Regions from separate parts of the Mus musculus genome. Here regions 1, 2 and 3 are each linked to region 4. The links are chromatin contacts, called in public Hi-C and HiChIP or PLAC-seq maps. All regions are on one chromosome and are shown on one strand. Each heading gives the region's core, a stretch centred on a gene start, on an enhancer-like site or on the middle of the called end of the contact. The rest is flanking DNA. Distances are from core to core; before and after follow the strand shown.

What was found. A called contact is a pair of places that touch in the nucleus more often than the background predicts. HiChIP or PLAC-seq counts read pairs in DNA pulled down with a chosen protein or histone mark.
Region 1: an H3K4me3 HiChIP or PLAC-seq map of the 230-238 cell line shows a contact between it and region 4, with 12 read pairs. The contact joins two enhancer-like sites. A contact is called at or near these places in 4 of 115 datasets of contacts at active chromatin or transcription factors (the 230-238 cell line, acute myeloid leukemia and large pre-B cells) and 1 of 9 other capture datasets (embryonic stem cells).
Region 2: a Hi-C map of pro-B cells shows a contact between it and region 4, with 3 times the contacts expected there. The contact joins two enhancer-like sites. A contact is called at or near these places in 15 of 39 promoter capture datasets (the 3T3-L1 cell line, 3T3-L1-derived adipocytes, the C10 cell line and 8 more), 4 of 15 datasets of contacts at CTCF or cohesin (embryonic stem cells, large pre-B cells and liver), 81 of 484 Hi-C or Micro-C datasets (3T3-L1-derived adipocytes, the AtT-20 cell line, B cells and 44 more) and 11 of 115 datasets of contacts at active chromatin or transcription factors (the 230-238 cell line, acute myeloid leukemia, astrocytes and 5 more).
Region 3: a contact with region 4 is called in a Hi-C map of the G1E-ER4 cell line, with 3 times the contacts expected there. The contact joins two enhancer-like sites. A contact is called at or near these places in 3 of 15 datasets of contacts at CTCF or cohesin (embryonic stem cells, large pre-B cells and stem cell-derived epiblast-like cells), 49 of 484 Hi-C or Micro-C datasets (B cells, CD8 T cells, the CH12 cell line and 23 more), 1 of 115 datasets of contacts at active chromatin or transcription factors (the 230-238 cell line) and 2 of 9 other capture datasets (embryonic stem cells and pancreatic islet).

The regions. Positions count from the first base shown.
Region 1 is chr11:11,527,541-11,532,590 of GRCm38.p6, forward strand. No RefSeq gene overlaps it. Among named protein-coding and RNA genes, the nearest start is that of Gm11998, 27 kb to the right of the region's middle. Within about 2 kb of position 1,376, at least 75 of the 459 cell types and tissues checked have an H3K27ac peak or open chromatin away from gene starts, as enhancers often do. A contact at or near this core is called in the 230-238 cell line, where this site is marked.
Region 2 is chr11:11,561,042-11,566,099 of GRCm38.p6, forward strand. The region is part of intron 1 of Gm11998 (predicted gene 11998); the gene reads left to right. Among named protein-coding and RNA genes, the nearest start is that of Gm29945, 5.6 kb to the left of the region's middle. Within about 2 kb of position 3,395, at least 131 of the 459 cell types and tissues checked have an H3K27ac peak or open chromatin away from gene starts, as enhancers often do. A contact at or near this core is called in the 230-238 cell line, the CH12 cell line, the G1E-ER4 cell line and 3 more, where this site is marked.
Region 3 is chr11:11,497,178-11,502,190 of GRCm38.p6, forward strand. The region is part of intron 7 of Spata48 (spermatogenesis associated 48); the gene reads left to right. Among named protein-coding and RNA genes, the nearest start is that of Spata48, 36 kb to the left of the region's middle. Within about 2 kb of position 2,939, at least 13 of the 459 cell types and tissues checked have an H3K27ac peak or open chromatin away from gene starts, as enhancers often do. A contact at or near this core is called in CD8 T cells, the CH12 cell line, the G1E-ER4 cell line and 2 more, where this site is marked.
Region 4 is chr11:11,957,409-11,962,695 of GRCm38.p6, forward strand. All of the region lies in intron 4 of Grb10 (growth factor receptor bound protein 10), which reads right to left. It overlaps LOC102631979 (a long non-coding RNA gene), which reads right to left. Exons shown (of 2, transcript XR_381046.3): 2 at 998-5,287. Among named protein-coding and RNA genes, the nearest start is that of Ddc, 62 kb to the left of the region's middle. RefSeq lists enhancers at 1-335, 4,448-5,213. Within about 2 kb of position 3,658, at least 77 of the 459 cell types and tissues checked have an H3K27ac peak or open chromatin away from gene starts, as enhancers often do. A contact at or near this core is called in the 230-238 cell line, CD8 T cells, the CH12 cell line and 4 more, where this site is marked.

The DNA of each region.
Region 1 (5,050 bases), core at 126-2,625, 430 kb before region 4:
CGGAGCTGAGTAAGGACTTCTGGGGCAGTAAAGATGAAACTCAGAAGATACCTGGGTGATGCACTCTAGATCTTGAATGCTATTATGCATTTTTCATGACTAATTAATGCCCTGCTTTCCCTGTGATTCTATGGGGCTTGTGTTTACTCTTTCACAGTTAATTAAACTAATGCACCATCCCTGATAGCTATGCAATTATATTACCTAAGTGCTTTATACATGGCTGGATCAACAATCACAACAAACAGTTCAGTTATCCACACTACCATCAGCCGATGTCCAGGACAAAATCGAAAGAGATCGCTTTACTGATTCACCCCTGAGGAACCTAGATCAGAGGACTGCATTCTGGAGGCCGTGGGACTCTGGAGGCTCTGGAGGCACTGGTCACACTGCAGCAAGCTTTGTCAGGGCCGGGGATTCCACTCACCTCCATTCCCAGAATGCCAATGGTGTGTCTTGTGCTCCACCACTCTTTGAAACTTTCCAGGAAAGAAATCCTGTCACCTTAGCAGAGTTCCTCATCCATCCAGACACTTCCGTTAGAAATTCATTTTTGTGTATAATAAATTGCTTCTACTTGGCGGAAAATCATTTCTCGCTGTTATCTCTGCTATCGTGACTTCTGCTGCACTTTAATGGACTTCACCTGATTATACGCTAGTCATTAAAAGCTTAGTCCAGGGTACAATGGTATCTTATGTAGAAGGATCCATGAGAGCTTTATAGAGGCTTACCAGCCACAGCCTTAATTTTACTCATTCGTCTTAATTTTTTGTAATCATTTTTTGTAAAGAGGGTATAATGTCAGCCTTGCTTCCCGGCCTCTGACAGATCCAATCTAGCAGATAATTACCATAAGGAAATTGATGCTTTAGTGTGCAGGAGAGAATTTAATTTACTCAGACATCCTCCAGTACAATGCATTCCAGAAGATATGAGGATTTAAGTTTTTAAGAAATTAAATTTTACTATTTAACATGATTACTTATGTTGAACATCATTAACTAGCTTTTTTAACTGTTTGAAATAATTACAAGCACACTTGCTATGTCTAAAATCCAGGCTCTGCATTAAATATGGGTTAAGGATCCATGAAATGAAAAGAAAGACCTGCATTCTTTTTTCACCCTCTCCCATCTTCCAAAAACTGCTTTTAAAACATTCAGAGCAAAGCTAAAATCGTCCTTCTGAAGATACAGACTCCTTTCGGCACACAGCTTTAAAGCGTACTTTAACATAAGTGTTATATTCTCTGGTTTGGCCGGTTTTAATTTTTAAATCTCACTGGGTCCGGTGTGGGGCGAGGTTCTCAGTATGAAGGAGTAGAAGAAACGGGAAGCGTTACGGTAGGAGGTGGTTATGCTGGTGCACTTTCACAAAGGCAAAAAGGATGGGTGAGCAGGAAGAGATACCACTTCCGGGGCTTGTTCATTTTTTATAGTCTGGAGGGAAAGAAAACACACACACACACACACACACACACACACACACCTCTCAATGTACACAGGGCCACATAAGATTGAAGAACAAAGACAAGATATAAAATAAGCTCAAGGAAGCCAGGAAGGCCCTTCGTCAGTGCAGCTGTGTGACCAGAAGCTCCCGGGACCTTTGCGTTTCTTTGAGTCCTCTGCCTTTGTGAACTGATTCCCAAAAGTTCCTCAATCCTTTCCTAAATGTGAAGTGAAACACTCAACAGGAAATTTCTGGACAAAGTCTGCCCAGAAGTTCCCTTTATCCAGTGCCTCTCCACGGTCACATTTCCTCTCGGGAGAAGCCAGAGCCTTCTGCATCTGCTGCAAACCCTGTGACCGTTTGAGGAAGAGTGGGGATTGCCCCAGGGTCCTCGTTTAGAATTCCCCCAACCCCGGGTGCGGAACCTGGGGGCTGTGGTGGTCCTGCTCAGTGTTGCCTTCTGAATACATGTAGTGGGCTCTCTTCATTGCCAGGTCCTGTCCCTGATGTCTGCCAGATGGAAGTTGGTACATGCAAGCATGGTGCATACATACTGCCCTGTCCAAGCATCTGAAAACTCAAATATAATTTGACTCAGGAATATACTTGAATATGTGACTTTAAAACAAAAGGAAGTGAATCTGCATGTTAACATGTAGTGGGTGCTCCTGGTTTGAAGAATTCCCATGATACAGGCTCAGGACAAATTCTGCAAACCCATAAACCTACTGATCCATCTTTCAAAGCATCTTGTGAGGTAGATACTCCTCTCCAGACTTTACAATGCAGAAAATGAGACTTAGATGAATGGTTCTTGTTTGTTTTTTTAAAGGCATTTTTATTCATTCTTTGTGAACTTCATACATTTGTACAATGCATTTAATCATTCACTCTGAGTCCTCCCCTAACTCCTCTCAGATGTGCTCCCACTATCTGGTCCCCTCTCAAATACTAATCTGTGCTGAAATGAGAACCTTACCCTCCTTCAAGCCAATCTAACGGAATTCCTCTTGAGCTGCTGCTTCATTTAGTTACAATCAAGATCTATCATCTATTCAATCATTTCAAATTAGTCAGTCACTTATTCACAAACATTTGCCAATAACCACCCCATGCAACTGTGCACTGAAGATGCTAGAGGCATTAGGGATGCCAGATAAAAATTAGTGCCTGTCGTAGCTGCTCACTGCTCCCTATGTAGAGACACATCTCTAGGGACCCAGGAACACAACCATCTTCCAGTCTGAATTGCAAACACAATAGGAAAGGGCCCCTCATACCCTGGTTATTCTTTTCCCAGTTCACCACACTGACTGCATCCCCCAACCCTGACCACAAAAGCACAAGCCAGAGCTTCCTCTTTCCCATAGGCAAACTCTTGCCAGTGTGGGGTCTTCACATCTGCTCCCAAAGAAAGATATATCTTTCAAACACTTCAAGTTAACCATTCCACTGACGCATTAGTCCTGCACTGAATCTTCTCTCATCTGGTTCCCTAACAAGAAAAGGAAAGTTGTTTATGCTAAATAGACCCAGCCTTCAGAGTCAGAGTCAGCCTGTGAATTCTGACCTGCATCCACAGCTAGTTCTCCTTCCTAGGGTTTAGGGAGGAACATAGCAACTCAGACACAATTCCAACCTGGTTGAGATCTACTTAGATGACACAGATTAGACATCTCACATGGCAGCCATTCGACACCAAAGAATCACATTTGTCCTCAGAAAAAATAACACAAAATAGTGTATACATTATCCCTGAGACTTACCAGGGAGAGTGGAGAAAACAGTAGGCAAGAAGAGCATCTATCTATTAATGCCTCGCTTTCCTCCTCCCCTCCCTACACAGATCCTCCTGAAGCCTAATATAGCCTGTTTGAATATTTATTTGCAATCCATGTGTTCTGAGATTTAGTGAATGGAAAATTCCTTCAGTTTACAATTGCTAATAAAATGTTTTTAGGACTTTAGTACATAAGAGATTGATTACCAGGGCCATTCCTACACCTTATAGGACACTTCTTTGATTAGGTTAATTTATAAATAACTACTCCCCAGAGTCTAGGTCCTTGATGTAGCCCTTCCCATCTGTCCTGTCTGTCACTCCAGGTCCAGTGCCAGACACAGAGTAGAGTGTGGCTATTTGGAAACAAAAATAAAAGAATGAGTAAATTTGAGAGTTGAAGTCTCAACTTCATTGTTTTTTGAATGTACATCTACTCTACTGGGCTCACAGCTTTGTGGCCTATCATTCATTCCCTCAGCCTAGCAGTCTTCAAACCCTGATGGTAGCTGTGTACAAATCACTCAGGGCAAGCAGGCCACAGAAAGATGGCACTCCCTCTGTATCCCCCAGAGGACACTTCAGAGACAACTACTGATCTGTGTGAACTCCTTTAAGTCAGTTGGGGTTAATTCTTGAAATTGATTTTTTCCCAAACACCAAAATAAAGTGTTTTACTTTAAAAATACAAAACTCAATGTGGTCTTTCCTAGAAGGAAAAACTAGACTGCACCCTTGGAGGAACTGTGCTTGGATCCACCACACCCTCCACATGAAGTCAGACCTGGTGCATATCCCTCCATTATCTGGCTTTCTGCAGATCTGAACTCACATTCTATCAGAAGTTGGTTTTATAACCCCAGTAGAGCAATAGAGACACCAAGACACCCACAAAACTTTCAACCCAAAATTTATCTTGTCTACAAGAAATGAAGGCATGGGGGAGGAAGCAAAGACTGAGGGAATGACCAACCAATATCCCACCCAACTTGACCTATCCCATAGGCAAGCACTAATTCCTAACACCATTAATGATACTTTATAATACGTGCAGACAGGAGCAAGTTGTCTTCTGAGAGGCCCCATTCAGCAGCTGATTCAGACAGATACAGACACACACAGCCAAACAGTGGATGGAACTTGGGACTCTCATGAAAGAATAGGAGGAAAGATTGTGGGTCCTGAAGGGGTTAGAAGCACCAGAGGAAAACCAACAGTCAACTAACCTGGACCCTTGGTGCTCTCAGAATCTGAATCACTAACCAAAGAACATACATGGGCTGGACCTAGGCCACCCCTTACATATGTAGCAGATGTGCAGCTTGGTCTTCATGTGGGTCCCAAAAAACCAGAGTAGAGGCTATCCCAAAAGCTGTTGCCTATGCATGGGGTATATTCTTCTTGCAGGGCTGCCTTATCTGGCCTCATTGGGAGAGGAAGCACCTAGCCTCACAGAGACTTGAAGTTCCAGAGTGCCGGGGGGATACCCAGGAGGTCCCTATCTGCTCACAGAAGAGGAGGGAAGATGGGGGAAGGATTGTGGGAGGTGGACAGTGGATTGGGAGGTGGACAGTGAGTGGGATGTAAAGTGAATAAGTAAGAAAATAAAATTAAATTAAATTTAAAAAAATAAGTTAGTATTGTAAGCACTGGCCATGTGTAAAGTTGAAAAGCAGCAAGCAAAGAGGTGTCATACAGCCAAGTTCCAACTAGCAAGACTAGAAAACTAATCCTCATCTTCCCTATACTTAGGGTCTTTTGGCTGCTGGGGTCTATGCCCTATTAAGGCAGGGACACTGCCTCTTCAGATCT
Region 2 (5,058 bases), core at 2,145-4,644, 400 kb before region 4:
GGAAGCCACCTTGCTTGTAGCAGTGTGCTGTCCCGCAGACTCTGCATTAAACAATTGAAGACAAAAAGAGCTCACACCTCAGGCTCTTCCACTGAGGTGTGTGATCTTATTTCCTTTTCATGGCAGCCCTTGGAAGTAAACACTACCAGGCTGTGGTATTCCGGATATGGAAGCTAGTACATAGCTGAAATGATTTCCCCCAAGTCAGAACAAAAAAAAAAAAAAAAAAAAAAAAAAAAAAACAAGGATGAAACTGGCATTGGCTCTCTGTGCCTCAGAACCCATCCTCTTACACCCTGTCCCTGTGCTTGATACACCCGGGACCAAGCCTGTGTCATGAAACTAAGGAAGGGGGGACAGCCACTGTTTGGGGGCTTCTCCAACCGGTGAGTAGTTTCATGACCTGAGTGTTGGGTCAAATGGGAATATGTGCAAGTCGGACAGGGAACTACGCAAAGCTCTCCTTATCTGTGCGGGTGTGCCTTTGCAATACCTGTATCCTTCAGCACAAGCCAGAGAGAACGCTCGAAGGCTTGACCAAGCGTCTTGTGCAACAGCCTGCCGCATCCAGAAATACCTTGCCCAAGGTCTCTTTCAGCCTTGCTGTACTGAAGGCTGGGAGACAGTCAGCTAGCATGGGATGGTGGGGCCCAGCCTCATGGGCAAAGGAATATACTTGGTAGTCCTAATCTTCCATGTGTTCTCACTGGCTTGATCTCTGCATGTTTTTGCTCTTCTTCTAAGTGCAATAATAAACCTTGCATACACTAGGGTTAAGGAATCAGAAGTTACCCAGCAAAGACCAGGAGGCAAAATCTTACTGGTAATAATACTCCGGCATTTATTAATATTTCAGCCCCCTCAGTGTCCTGGGCTTGGTTTGGTATGCCTGGGAGGGTTTACTTTTGTACTGACCCTTCCTCTTCTGAGTTTAGATTTTGTACACTTTATTTCCTTTTTCCCTGCAGGGTCATTTGCACCCTCGACTTTTGTATTCTTACCATTTTTATACAGTATAATAAATGTCTATCTTGTAGTGATATCCTCTTTGTAGAATCAGGAAAAAAATGTCCATATTGAAAGGTTGTGGTGAACACTGAGGTGGTACACTTAAAAACAATACATTGTCATGTATAGTGTGATTATAGTAGTGTTTAATCACAAAATACCTTTACAAAAATTTACCTAGTTTGATAGTATGCACCTTTAATACCTTTGAACATTGAAATGCTTGAGTATTTTAATGATAAAATTGTAGCTTCCATTAGTATGTATAGAAGAAAGTAATACCATCCAGCATGGTATGTGTTGTTTTGTCATCGCTGTAAGTAAATGCATGACAGAAAAACCTTAAAAGAGAAAAGGTTTATTTGGGACTCATGTTTTCAAAGGGTTCAGATTCATAGATAAAGGCAGGACAGAAATAAACAGCTTACACAATGACAAAAAGAGGGGCACTGATGAGAGGAGACACACTGGTGAGAGGGGACACTGGTGAAGGGGGACACTGGTGAGTGGAGACACTGGTAAGAGGAGACACTGCTGAAGGGGGACACTGGTGAGAGGGAACACTGGTGAAGGGGGACACTGGTGAGTGGAGTCACTGGTGAGAGGAGACACTGGTGAAGGGGACACTGGTGAGAGAGGAAGCTAGTTAGGGAGACACTGGTGAGAGGGGACACTGGTGAGAGGGGACACTGGTGAGAGGGGACATTGGTGAGAGAGAACATTGGTGAAGGGGGCACACTAGTGAGAGGGCACTCTGGTAATTGGGGACACTGGTGAGAGGGGACACTGATGAAGGGGGCACACTAGTGAGAGGGGACTCTGGTGAGTGGGGACACTGGTGAGAGGGGACACTGGTGAGGGGAGACACTGGTGAGGGGGGACACTGGTGAGAGGAGACACTGGTGAGAGGAGACACTGCTGAAGGGGGACACTGGTGAGTGGAGACACTGGTAAGAGGAGACACTGCTGAAGGGGGACACTGGTGAGAGGGAACACTGGTGAAGGGGGACACTGGTGAGTGGAGTCACTGGTGAGAGGAGACACTGGTGAAGGGGGACACTGGTGAGAGAGGAAGCTAGTTAGGGAGACACTGGTGAGAGGGGACACTGGTGAGAGGGGACACTGGTGAGAGGGGACATTGGTGAGAGAGAACATTGGTGAAGGGGGCACACTAGTGAGAGGGCACTCTGGTAATTGGGGACACTGGTGAGAGGGGACACTGATGAAGGGGGCACACTAGTGAGAGGGGACTCTGGTGAGTGGGGACACTGGTGAGAGGGGACACTGGTGAGGGGAGACACTGGTGAGGGGGGACACTGGTGAGAGGAGACACTGGTGAGAGGGGACACTGGTGAGAGGGGACATTGGTGAGAGGGAACATTGGTGAAGGGGGCACACTAGTGAGAGGGCACTCTGGTAATTGGGGACACTGGTGAGAGGGGACATTGGTGAGAGGAGACACTGGTGAGAGGGGGACCTTCTCCTTTTTCTATTTTATTCTGAATCTCCCCCTTCGTAGAAAAATGCTCACAGACACATCTACAAGCAAACCCTCTGAGTCTTCTAAATCCCGTCAGGCTGAAGATGAAGCTGCACCATCATGCTATTACAATACCTGAAGAAGGAAAACAAAACTAACATTATTATTTGTCAGGAAGTTTCGGCACATGGCCTTAAGTAGCATCTCAGAATGACCAATCTGATTTCTAGATGCACAGTGCGATCCCTCTCCTTCTTCACATATCTGCACACACCCCTAAGCTTACACGGTTAACAAGTAAATACAAGAGTTAGATGAAAATCCCTCCCTCTCTTCTTTCCTCCCTCTGTCTCTCGCATCCTCTCCACCCATTCTATATTAAGAATCACTGAGCACCCACTGTGTGGCAAATGCTTTTAAATGATAAAGATAGAGATCTAAATCTCGTCTATGAAGGATTGAGAAAAGACCATGGGATCCTTTATGTCAGAAAAGCCTTTCTGGGGTGGATCTGTGTGGGTCCAGTGCCCTTTCTAGCCCCAAGTGAGTGGAACAACTCTAAGTTCAGGCAAATTTCAGAGGAATGTGAAGGCCAGGTGCTTACATGCCAAAAGGCCTCTTCCAAGGAGGAAGGAAGTGCTACCTCTGTCTTGTTTGAGGAACATTAAAGATGGGGGCCCCAAACTCAAAGGTCACCAGAAGAGCATGCTCAGTACTTCCTGGACCTAGCAGCAATGTGGCAGTGAGGGGCAGGGAAGGCAAGAAGAGAGATCAACGCATGGGGAAAGCTGGGGATCTGTGCTAGGCAACCCAGCTCCTCTTGGTTCCAGGCCAGCGCTTATCTCTAAATCAAGCTTGCATGAGGCCAGGATACATATCTTTCTGGGGCCTCCAGAGAGTTGGAAACCACATCCGTACCTTGGCTTCAACATGAGAGGAACTGCCCAGAGCTGGAGAGTGCCTGGTTGCTACCAGCTGCCTCCACTTCCTCCCAACAGTCACTGCTTCATGCAGTGGGATCTAGTTTTCTCCTTTTTAGCTGGGAGCAAGGCCTCCCTACTGTTATAGGCTTTTCCAGATGCACTTGGCTCATCTGACTTGCTCCTTGCCACCTACAAATCAAAGGCTATAGGAACTTAGTTGATATTCTCCGTAGCTGAGCAGTAGTACCCTCCCAGCTGTCTCGTCCCCACTCAGCAGCAAAATACAAGCAGGCTTTGGCACTGGCCCAGGTTGGAAGGGTAGGGTTGGAAGACTGCAGGCACATGGGGGACTGACAGGCCTGAGTCAGTCTGTCCTTACTGTGCTTTCCTCTCCCAGCATTCCCCATGCCCTTGCTCGGCTCCTTCGACTATGCCAGTATCAAGCACAGAAACACCACTTAAGCTAGGGAGTTGGGGCCCAGTCTCTAAGCCCAGGGGCATGTATAGTCTGTTTCCTGATTTGTAAAGCAGGGGGCAGTGCCAGGTTGAGTAAATGAAACAACTTACTGTTGACATTGCTGGGCTTGTAAGCACTGAATACACGTTGGCTCCTGGTACCCCTGGTCACTGACTGGGTTGTTTTAGGTGAGAAAGTGTTCATCTCTCATTTTTGTTAAAACTCTTGAAGACCTAGCCCTCATCCCTAAGTCTAGTGAGGCTTGGTGTGTACCAGCTCTGTGTTGAGCAGCAGAGGAGATCCCAGATCATTTTCCAGGGACCCCAAGCTCTCCCCAGAAGGCAGCTCTCGTCACCCGTCCTTCCTGGGGTTTGTGCTGCAGGAAGAGTTGCAGCTGTGTTCTCCAGGCCCCTCAAGCTCAGCTTGGTATATAAAGGAGCCAAAAAAGTGGGTCATGCCACTGAAAATTATCTCCTGGAACTGAGCCCATGTGGTGGCTTGCAGAAATTGTGTGTGTGTGTGTGTGTGTGTGTGTGTGTGTGTGTGTGTGTGTCCCTTTTCTGTTTAGGAACTCATGAGCATCCGTCCCAGGTAGCACAGGGACACCTTACAGGGACTGATATTTGGGTAGCACAGGGACTCCTCGCAGGGACTGATACTTGGGGCTCTGTCTGATGCTGCTTCTTTGGTCTCTACAGAAGAGTCATCTTTCAGCAATGCCGAGATGCAAGATGAAAGAGCAGCATTGGCCAAGTCTCCTTGTCTGCACTGACAGGTCTTTCTGCTCTTTTCTCTCCTCTGTCCCCTCCCTCCTTTTTTTGTATGAGCGACTTCTCTTTGCTGGGTAGTCAGAATCACCAAACCCCTTTTCTTTCCCTCTGGTTCAGCAGTTTTCCCATCTTGTTTCTCAGAGAGAGAATCTGTGAGTGCCATAGCAAGGCGGCCACTTTGGCAGGAATTTGATCCTTACCAGTTCTATAAGCTCCTGGGCATTCCCACAGTCTCACCACCCCGAACTCCATGACTTGAATTTCAGACCTTGGGGCACACTCTCTGAGGCCTGAGAAACAATAACTTTTTCTGATGAGAGGACATGAATATAGCACTTTATTCCAAAAACTTTATTTGATCAAAAACTCATTAATCACTCGCCACAATTTAGTTAGTAAATGTGCTGGACAAGATTGATC
Region 3 (5,013 bases), core at 1,689-4,188, 460 kb before region 4:
CAGGCACTTGTATAAATAAAAATAAATCTTGTTTAAAAAACTCAAACCACCTAGCCGTACATCCTAAAGTTATACTAAGTTATATTTCCATGCTAAGAATGATGCTACAAAACTACTAAAAGTCTTTCATAATTGAATCATAATATTTCCATGAAATCTGAAACCCCTGTCTATATAGTAAGTCATGCAGTTTAAGCAGACACAGTCTGCAGTCTGAGCCTGCATGCTTCAGTAATTGGCGTTGCATGGCCAGATGGTATGAGCAGGGCAAAGGACTCATGGTGTGTGCTTAGAACCAAGGCAGCCGTCAAACAAAATGATAACACACAGGTCACACTGCCTGAACTACCTCAGGTTATTACAAGTTGATCATGAATCAGTTTGGGGTGATTCTGCATTCAGAAAAGTATTACCAAATTTTTATGATGCCCACATTCAGTTATATGGCATGATGCACAGTCTGAGAAACTGTGCCATAGAATGTATAGACTCAGACAGACCTTCTTTGTCCTAAGATTGCATAAACCCATCCTAAGTCATTCTCACTTGGCAACACACAATGCTATGGGACTGGAACTGTTCCTGTCTGGGATCCTGCACCTGACTCATGGTTCCATGCTGCACCCTAGCAACGTAACAGAGAACTGGATCTCATAGAGTTAGCCAGGGAAAAGACCTGCATTCAAACTCAAGGCACGCTTTCTACTGAATACATACCACTTTTGCACCATTATGGTGAGTCAGAAAACAAGCTAGACTACTGCACATCCCTCTATAGTAGATGTTATAAAATGTTTTCCTTGTTATGTTAGTTTCTTCCTATTGTAACCTTAGTAACTTCTTATTGTAACCTTAGTTACTTTCCTTTGTTACCTTAGTTACTTTTCTATTGTTACCTTAGAGACTTTCCTTTGTTGCCTTATTTCCTATTGTTACCTTAGAAACTTCCCTTTGTTGCCTTAGTTACTTTCCTATTGTTACCTTAGTTACTTTCCTATTGTTACCTTAGTTACTTTCCTATTGTTACCTTAGTCACTTTCCTATTGATAAATTAGTTACTTTCCTATTGCTGCAATAGAAATACCATGGCCAAGGCATCTTGCAGTAGGAAGGGTTTATTTATGAGTGGATCTTATCTGGGAGGAAGCAGCTGGAACAGCAACCTGAGAGCTCACCAACCAACCAAACAAACAAACAAACAAACAAGGAAAGGCAAGAGCAATGGAACTGGTGCAAGGCTTTGAAACCTCAGAGCCTGGCTTACATGATGTACTTCCTTCAGAAAAGTCATACCTCCTAAACTGCCCAAAGAGTGCCACAGACTGGGGACCAAATATTAAAACTCCCTAGACTATGATGGGGACATCATGTTCAGCCTCCACAACTGTTTATGGCTGTTGTACCCCGGAGCTCTTGTCTCTAGCTGCATATGTATCAGAAGATGGCCTAGCCGGCCATCAGTGGAAAGAGAGGCCCATTGGACATGCAAACTTTATATGCCTCAGTACAGGGGAACACCAGGGCCAAAAAGTGGGAGTGGGTGGGTAGGGGAGTGGGGGGGAGGAGGGTATGGGGGACTTTTGGGATAGCATTGGAAATGTAAATGAGGAAAATACCTAATAAAAGTATTAGAAAATGTATATAGCGTATACATACAGGCTCAGAGCTTTGCTTTAGGGTCAGAGGATTTGGGTCCAAAGACCTGCAGATATTGAAACTTGAAGATGCTCAAATCCATATATAAAATGCTTTAATATTTGGCAAAACATACTGTGTGCATCCTCCCTAGATTTCTTGTGATAGCTAGTACACTGTACATGCATCTAAGTAGCTGTCATACTACATTGTTTAGACACAAGGACAAGAAATGGTCATTTTGAGGGGCACATTTTTAAAGTTATGTTGTTTATTCAGTTATCTGAAACAGTGGTTGTATTATCTTTCTTCCATGCTACAGAGTTGTCAAATGTTAGAGAAATTCTCACATTGGTTTCTGTGATTGACAGCTCTTACCAAGGACTTCATATAGTCATGGCATAAATTGTTGCAACTAGCTGAATGTTAATTAATTTTATCTTTTAAAAGATGTTATGCCCACAAACAGAAGTAGAGAAATTTCTTATTGGATCACCTTCTGCTATATTCTGTTGTTAAATATTTGGTTTTTTAAAATCTCCTGTATTTTGTTTATTTCTATTATTAATTTAACCTAATTCCTTTTTCCTCTCTGTCAGGCTATAAAATATCCTTCAAAATTAACTTTAGCTTTAGTACATTTATATAAATTGTTTTATCGAGGAATTTAATTAAGCATGTCTGTCTAGGGCTGGAAGAGCTAAGAGCTGTCCTAATATAGATATAAAATAGAAAAGAATTTGCCTCCAACAAGCTAAAACTCTTGGTGGACAGACGATTTCACACACACACACACACACACACACACACACACACACACACACAACTGACTTTGCTTTTTGACCCATGACTGTGGAGATGTCATTTTTACATGTAGCACTCCAAAGGCTGATGACACCTACCACCATTTGTCAAGTCTGAGGGAGCCAGTGTAAAATTCTCCCATAAATTCTGCAAGGAAGTCATTACTATTTAAACAATAATTCTTTTAAAAAATTGAAAGGAGAAAGCCAACCTTAAAGTGTTCACCAAGCATAAGATTTTGGTAATGTTTCTTTTTATTCAAGTATATACTTAAACTTTGAAATGTTTTGTGAGACAACCTTGCTTTTGAAATCAAACTTTCCTTGGAGTCATTCTTAAAAGAGGCTGAAACGAAAATAAGAGGCATTTAATTTTTTTTTAAATGTAAAAACAGGGCATTTCTTTGAAGAACTTGGGAGAGTGCCTTTTACCTTATCTTGCTGAAGCTTGTGTTTTCATAGACAACTGACATTTAGCTGTGTTTCTCCGATATGAGCGCTAGAGGGCGTCCCAGGTTGCAAAGTTTCTTCTCGTGATTGATTTTCTGGTTTTTAACAGAATCATAACCTTTTAACACAACAAATGTTGCCCATTTTTATCATGAAGTGTTTATGGATGCTGTGACACACAGTGTCGTTCTTAATACACTCAACTGCGAAGTAAATGCCTGTGTGTGTGTCCACACCGACCTCGCGAAATAGATTTCTAGTGAACTCTTCTGAACTCCTTGTGCCCCGGGAACCTCGCCATCTCCTTCCATGCTCCAAATGAGAAGCCCCGCATCTGGCTTTGTGCTGATCTCCTGCTTGCCCACTTGGTAGTTGTACTACCTACAGATAGGTCTCAAATTAAATGTTATGTATTTTGTACAATATCACACTGGGCTAACAAAATTATAGAATTTATAAAATATGTCTTCATCTCAATAAAGTCTCAAATACGGAAATTCAAATTTTTATTTTGTACCAAGTAGGGGAAAACAAATAAACAAACAAACAAATGTCCTATTCAAATGCAAGCATGACTTTCTTTGAAGTTTCCCAGCTTAAAGGAACTTCTTACCTAAATGTACCCTGTGATATTCTTTAGGGTCTGGAAGATTGATGCTTAATCATGACCTTACATTTACCAAAATGCTGTCCTTCAGCAACACAAAACATTACCCAGTAGATTTACAGTGTCCTGATCAACACCCCACGCCCCTACCCCACCCTCACCCCCACCCCTAGCAGGGCATTATCTTTCAAACTTCCTTCAGGTGATTCCTTCCTTCCTTCCTTCCTTCCTTCCTTCCTTCCTTCCTTCCTTCCTTCCTTCTCCTTTCTCTTCCTCCTCCCTCTTCTTTTCCTAGTTATCAGGTCATCTGGACTACATTGGTGAAGAACACTTCAACAGTTTAAAATGTAATTCATTATTTCTGTTGTAGAATTGAATTTGATCATAATAAGAATTGAGTGCAGAAAACAATAGCAAACACAAACTCTCCCATGAGAACATAACTGCTATTAGACTCACCTTTCCCGCTTGTCATATGCCCTTCTCACTCTTGCTGATATATGCCCCAGGGAGCACCCACTGCTGTGATATGCCCCAGGGAGCACCCACTGCTGTGATATGCCCCAGGGAGCACCCACTGCTGTGATATGCCCCAGGGAGCACCCACTGCTGTGATATGCCCCAGGGAGCACCCACTGCTGTGATATGCCCCAGGGAGCACCCACTGCTGTGATATGCCCCAGGGAGCACCCACTGCTGTGATATGCCACAAGGAGCACCCATTGCTGTGATATGCCCCAGGGAGCAAGCACTACCTCTGCATTGCAGCATGATTGTGAAATAGACTTTCCTAAACACCATTTCTGTTCTTTCAAATGTAGTGTACTTGAGGGATTTAAATTCATATATAAATTATTTCCTTTCTCTTTTTGCTATTATACATAATCCCCTCAAATATTTTTACATATGTCTTTCATGATTTAAAACTATTTCCTTAATGGAGATTCCTTTCTAATAGATTACAAGGTGAAAATTTAGCAGCATTCTCAAACCAGTTGTTTAGTCATTTTCCAGAGCTGATACAACTATCCCATGTTTGTGCTCACCTCTAGTATTAGCATAGCTCACCTTCTAACATCTACATATCCTGATGGAACAGTAATCCAAGTATTTTTAAAGTATAGGAAGTAAACTGTCTCTTTGGTTTTTAACACCAGTGTTGGAGATTTGATGATCCTTTATCTATGTGTCTATGAAGTCTGTGATATATGTCATGGTGTGTCTATATTCACACACAGAGTTTGCATGAATGTAAGATTTATAAATAAACACTGATCGTTTTCTCCACAATTCATTGAATGGTTGCATAATATTCCTCTAAGACACTACACCAAGTTTATATAAGTAACTTCTCACTAAAGCATTTTCCTGTTATAACCAATGAAGGAAAAATAACTTCTGCATTATATATTTTCTTTACAATTATGCCTACATACATATATAACACATCCATACAAACAGAATCATGACATGTTTTCTCATTATAAATGACAGTTTCTTAATTTTGGCACTTGTGGA
Region 4 (5,287 bases), core at 2,408-4,907:
TTTTAAGCTGGGCTGTAGAGCTTCACATTACATCATAAACACTTCACCATGTCATCATGTTTCTTTGTTGCTTCAGAGCTTTCAAGGCATCACAAATGAAGACTTCTCCCACGCTGCCTACTGCCCCCCTGCTTTTTATTCTTATTATAGAATTATTAGGATGGTCTTCAAATATATATTTTAGTGCATATGTTTATTTTCTTAAGATAAATTGCTTGACATCATGCCTTGCTAAGACAGCTCTCTATTAAGCTCAAACATTTCTCAAGGACTTAGTTGGCCAGACATTTTGGGCAAAATGCTTAATCTGTTGAGGAACAAGTAACTTAGCGGACAAACCCACCTGCCATCTCCAGATCTTCCGTTTCCCATTTCCCCGGGTATTTTCCCCTGGTATCCACTTCTCACATCTGCCACACTAGACAGAAATTGTGGTTCAGTGTGGACTTTTAGCCCACATGTCCTAGACATGTTCCTACCTGCTGCATGCATCAACCCCTGTGATTGGATGTTCTTAGCACTACAATTAGGATGGTTCAACACACAGGATGTCATACAAGCAGTGTATGAAAGCACCTCAAAAAGAGCTTGCACTCACTAAGTCATTCCCAACATCCACTGAATGTTTTAATCAATACCACACACACCCTCTCAGATGGCTGTTTCTAGACTAAAACTCCAGCAGTCCAAGCAAAACTTGCTACGGAGGACACCACTGACACCATTTTCTGGCCTGCTCGGCAGATGAATCTGCTGGGGAGCAAGGAAGAAACTCAAACCAGGAAATAACTGTGTGTGCTAATTCCTTTAAACCAAGGGAATAGGGGTCTGTTGAGCAGAGCCTTAGGAGGTCCAATCTCAAGATGGACATGGACACAAAACTAATGGTACACTTTTTACTTTCTTCTTTCAAATGGTTGGTATTCTCAGAGTCAAAGAGGTTTCCAGGACAGATACAAAAGCAAATGACACTGCCTCAGATCTCTTGATTTGAGGCTGTGGGTTTTTTTTTTTTTTTTTTTTTTTTTTTGGTTTTGTTGTTTTGTTTTTTTTTGTTTTTGGACAGGAGTGGGAAGAGGTCTCCTGACTGAATACAAATGGAAGTTATCTATATGAAAAGAGCTAGACTCTAGTGGATTTATTTTATCTGAGGCCCATTCCCCAGTGAGTAGGTGGCTCTTAAAAGACCCACAGATCATTCCTAAGTGTCATGTACAAAGCCTTATCGTGCTGGGCTCTTATGGGTTCCTTCACTGGGCCTGGCCAGTGTCAGCAGTACAGACATGACTGCGGAGGTGACAGGGTGGAGCATGGGGTACATATGTCCATGAATGGAAGACAGCTCTTTGTAATGCATAGTATAACTCTAGTACAGCTGCCTTTACTAATAATCTCAGCAAATGAGAGTGAATTAAAAAAATCATGTAGCAACTTCCAACTGCTAGACTGAAACACTGCCTGAAGTTGTGGCATAACACTTTTATAACCTAGAAATCCCATCAAAGAACTCAGCAATACAGAACTACAAGTATGATTTATAACATTTCTTTTCCAAAAAAGAGGCATTTTTTTATTTGAAGTTTACTAGACTTATCATAAAACAAATCTAAAATGTAATTTAAAACTTTTTAAAAGATTTGAGTTGGACTGTGTGAAAATTTGCAAGTTATTTCAGGTCCATTTGCAGGGGATGAAGTGAGAAGTGCATTCTAAAACGGATTCCCTCAGCTGATACTCCCTAAGAACCTATTCAGTGCCAGGCATGAAGATTCTATGGATTTGCCCCCTCTAATAAATGTCTTTGGTAGATGAAGCTTCATTTAAGTGGAGGAGAGGCAGACAACAGAGGCAAAAACCAGGGGTGTCAGATGTTAGAAGGTGAAGGGGGTTAAAGACAGTGAGAAGATGTATGTGTGTATGCATTCAGGCTAGAATGGAAAGTCACTCTGCAAAGGGTTGATGGGTCCTGGGTGGGGACTTATTGCTGAGCTAGAGGTTTTCATAATGCTCCAGGCAAGCAAAATGACTTGGCCTTGAATCTGGAAGGAAATTAATATAAACATCAAAAATTCAAAGATAACCTTCTTGTAGATGCAAAGAATTTTGGTGGCCTGCTCTGGTGATGTCTGTCACCTTGTGTGTAGACAGGGCATAGTTTTGGTTTTATACAGAGGGCTTTTTGTTATTTTTATTTTTTATTTTTGGTTGAACATCTTATTTTGTAATACTTTGACACTTGCACAGATGTTTAAGTAGTATAGATTTCTGTATGTGCTTCATCAGGGTTCCCTAATAGCAGCCTCTGGCCTCATTTACTTGCTCATCTTTCCATTCTCTTCTCTGTCTACTGGGGTCTGCTAGACTATGTGATTTTTTTTAAACTGGAAACATTCTTATATAACTCTAGTTCAATGATCAACAGCAGGGAATTCTCAGTGGCCCACATGACTGTCTAATTCATGGGCCCCGCTTGGACAGAGCTGTACCCCATTAGGTCTCTTACTCTGTAGGTCTTTATTTCCTGGGACTTTTCTATGGTCTAAAAAGTCCTGAAGAGCTCTGGCTGTTCAGTAGAACATATCCAGGACCTGGTTCAGGGCAGGCAATACCACTGAAGAGATGCTGAGATCCCTTTGGGTCACCAGGTCTGCTGTGCCCCACTCCTGGAGATGTCTATTGGGACCACACACTCAAGGCTTCCTGATCTCCATCTTCCTTCCTTTTTCTGCTCTTCCAGCGGCCTCCTCCATCCTCGTTATACCTTGCCTTTACTATTTAAAAAACTTTATTCCTTTTACTGGGGAGCATGTTTAGAAACCAAAAACAGAGAGAAAGTGCCTACTGTCTTACTATTACAGTTTGAGCTGAGTGTCTGCAAAGGTCCATGTGTCCGGGACTTGGTCCCTAGCCTGGTGAAGTTTGGAAGAGTGGGAGCTTTGGGTGGTTCTTCAGCCCCTGTGGGCCCCTGTGGGCAGCCCCTGTGGGCCTGCCTGTCAAGGAGACATTGTGGCATTGAGCTCTTCCTCTCTGTGCCTCACTTGACAGCAGCACCCCCACTCCAAGGAGGGCCCTTTATAACTCTGAGTCAAAAGAACCTTTTTATCCTTACGGGTTGGTGCCTCAGATCTATTTTGCTGCAGTGGTGGCAAGCTTGTTAAAACACTGTTTTGTTGTGACTCAATGCTCAGAATTCATATTTATATTCCAGAGTTAAATGAAAAAGGAAAAACTGTCGCTTCCCCTTTCAAATATTTATGATATTGCTGCCGCTGATCTGGTTCCCTTCCAGGGCTTGGTGGGGAAAGTGGGGACGGTGTGAACAGAAACACTTTCAGGGATAAAAGCCCAGGAATGAACTGCACATATAAATGAATCCAAGATGCCAGAATACTATAAAACCGTTAGGAACCTACTGCTTTGATTTAGCACGGAATGTCTGCGGATACAATTACAAGAAGGAAACTACTTTGAGGTAAGGTGAAAGATAAACAAGTAGTCATTTGCATGTAGTTCTCTAGAGAATCTGAAGGCATGTAATTATTAACCTTTCCAGATGAGGTCAACATCTGTACTCTCTTTCCTAGAAATGTAGCAACTTGGCACTCGTGGTCACAGGAGAGGAGGGTGTTTACCCCATTTCCCTGCTGAAGACACTCAAAATACCCTCACTCGCTTCCCTCCAGGGAGTCTTTATCGTTTTTATGTTTGTCCTGACTCACTCAGCCTAGCTAAGAGAGTGAGGTGAATGTCTGGGAGACAAGTACCCAGACATGAAAGAGGGAGGAGGGAGGTGCCATGCTGGGCAAAAAGCACAGGCACAGACGTGAACAAGGCAGCTCAGCCGGCAAGGAAGGCAGTTTTATACTCAGACTAATGCCTGCTACGAGAGTGAAGAGGCTAAGATTTAAGGCTTGGTAGTGTCGGTGAACATTTTCCAGTTGTATGGAATACCCTCAGCTAAGACAAAAAGCTTTCAACTTTATAATTTCATGAGACACCTCTGTTCTAAACCAGTAGGACCATCAGAGGTATGGAGTGTGGGGGGAAAATCCACCCTCTCAGTTGCTCATAGATCAAGTGTGGCCTACCTTAAATGTTTGTGATTTTAAGTTTCTTCAGTCTGGGGACTATCTGCATTTACCCAATGAGGTTAACTGGGGAGGAAACCAAGTCTAAACCTAAAGTTTATGTTTCAAGAGTGGACTAATCCTTAGGGTGACGGTTCTTTTGTATAATAAAACAATAATTTTAATACGTTAATAGTTTAATGAAGTAGCAAAGGTGGAGTCTTCTACTTGTGGCCTCATGTTGGAGTCTGAAGCATTTCAGATTTCACTTTTGTGTGAGTAATGTACAGGCTGCAGCTATGAAGAGCAGACATTTTCGTGTTGTGGGTGTAACAAGCTGCTTTCCCTACAAGGTGAACTGTGGATGCAAACACAGGGAAGAGTGCTGCTTGAGTTGGCAAGCCAAGCCATCGCAAAAGGGATGCTAGCCTGTTTTCTGATGCTGAGATAGAACACTGACCAAAAGCAACTTGGTGGGAAAGGGCTACTTGACTTATAATGTCTAGGTCCCAGCCTATCACTGTGGAAAGTCAGGCAAGGGTTCAGTATGGGAACAACAGGAAAATTCACACAGCCAGCTTCCCTTATATAGCTAAGACTCGCTTACCTCTGCATGGGGTTGCCTAGGCGTGGGCTGGGCCTTCTACATCAGTCAGGACAGTCTCACACAGACATGGCCACAGGCCAATCTGATCTGGGCAATCTCTGAACTGAGCCTTGTTCAGATGACTCTGGGCTGTGTCAATCTGACAGCTGAAGCTAACTAGGACAGAAGCTAATCAGGTAAAAAGTTCACTAGCTGGCGACCTTCCCATTTTCTAATGAAATTTAAAGCTGAACCATCAAGTAAGAATTCGCAAATCAATTTTCCTAGGAAAATGATTTCTGGTTTCTAGCAAAGTCAGAGGCTTTTTTTTTTTTTTTGAATCATCAATATTCAAAAAATAAGCCCTTCCCCTTGCTGGTCACTGACTCTGCAGAAGGATCTTATCACCTTGGTCCATGTGCAGGGAAGGCACAGACTCATTCCTTGTAGCTAAAGGCTGGTGGTTCTTTCTACAAGATAAAATTTAAAGGTTCATGTTTGCAGTACTTTTTCAAGATAAGAGAGATCTGAGGCTATAGTAATCAGCTAGGCGTCTCAAATTTATAGAATTTATATAAGATATTTATAGTGTAGAGAAACACTAGGCTGGGATTTCACATGAGATTCCTGGGAT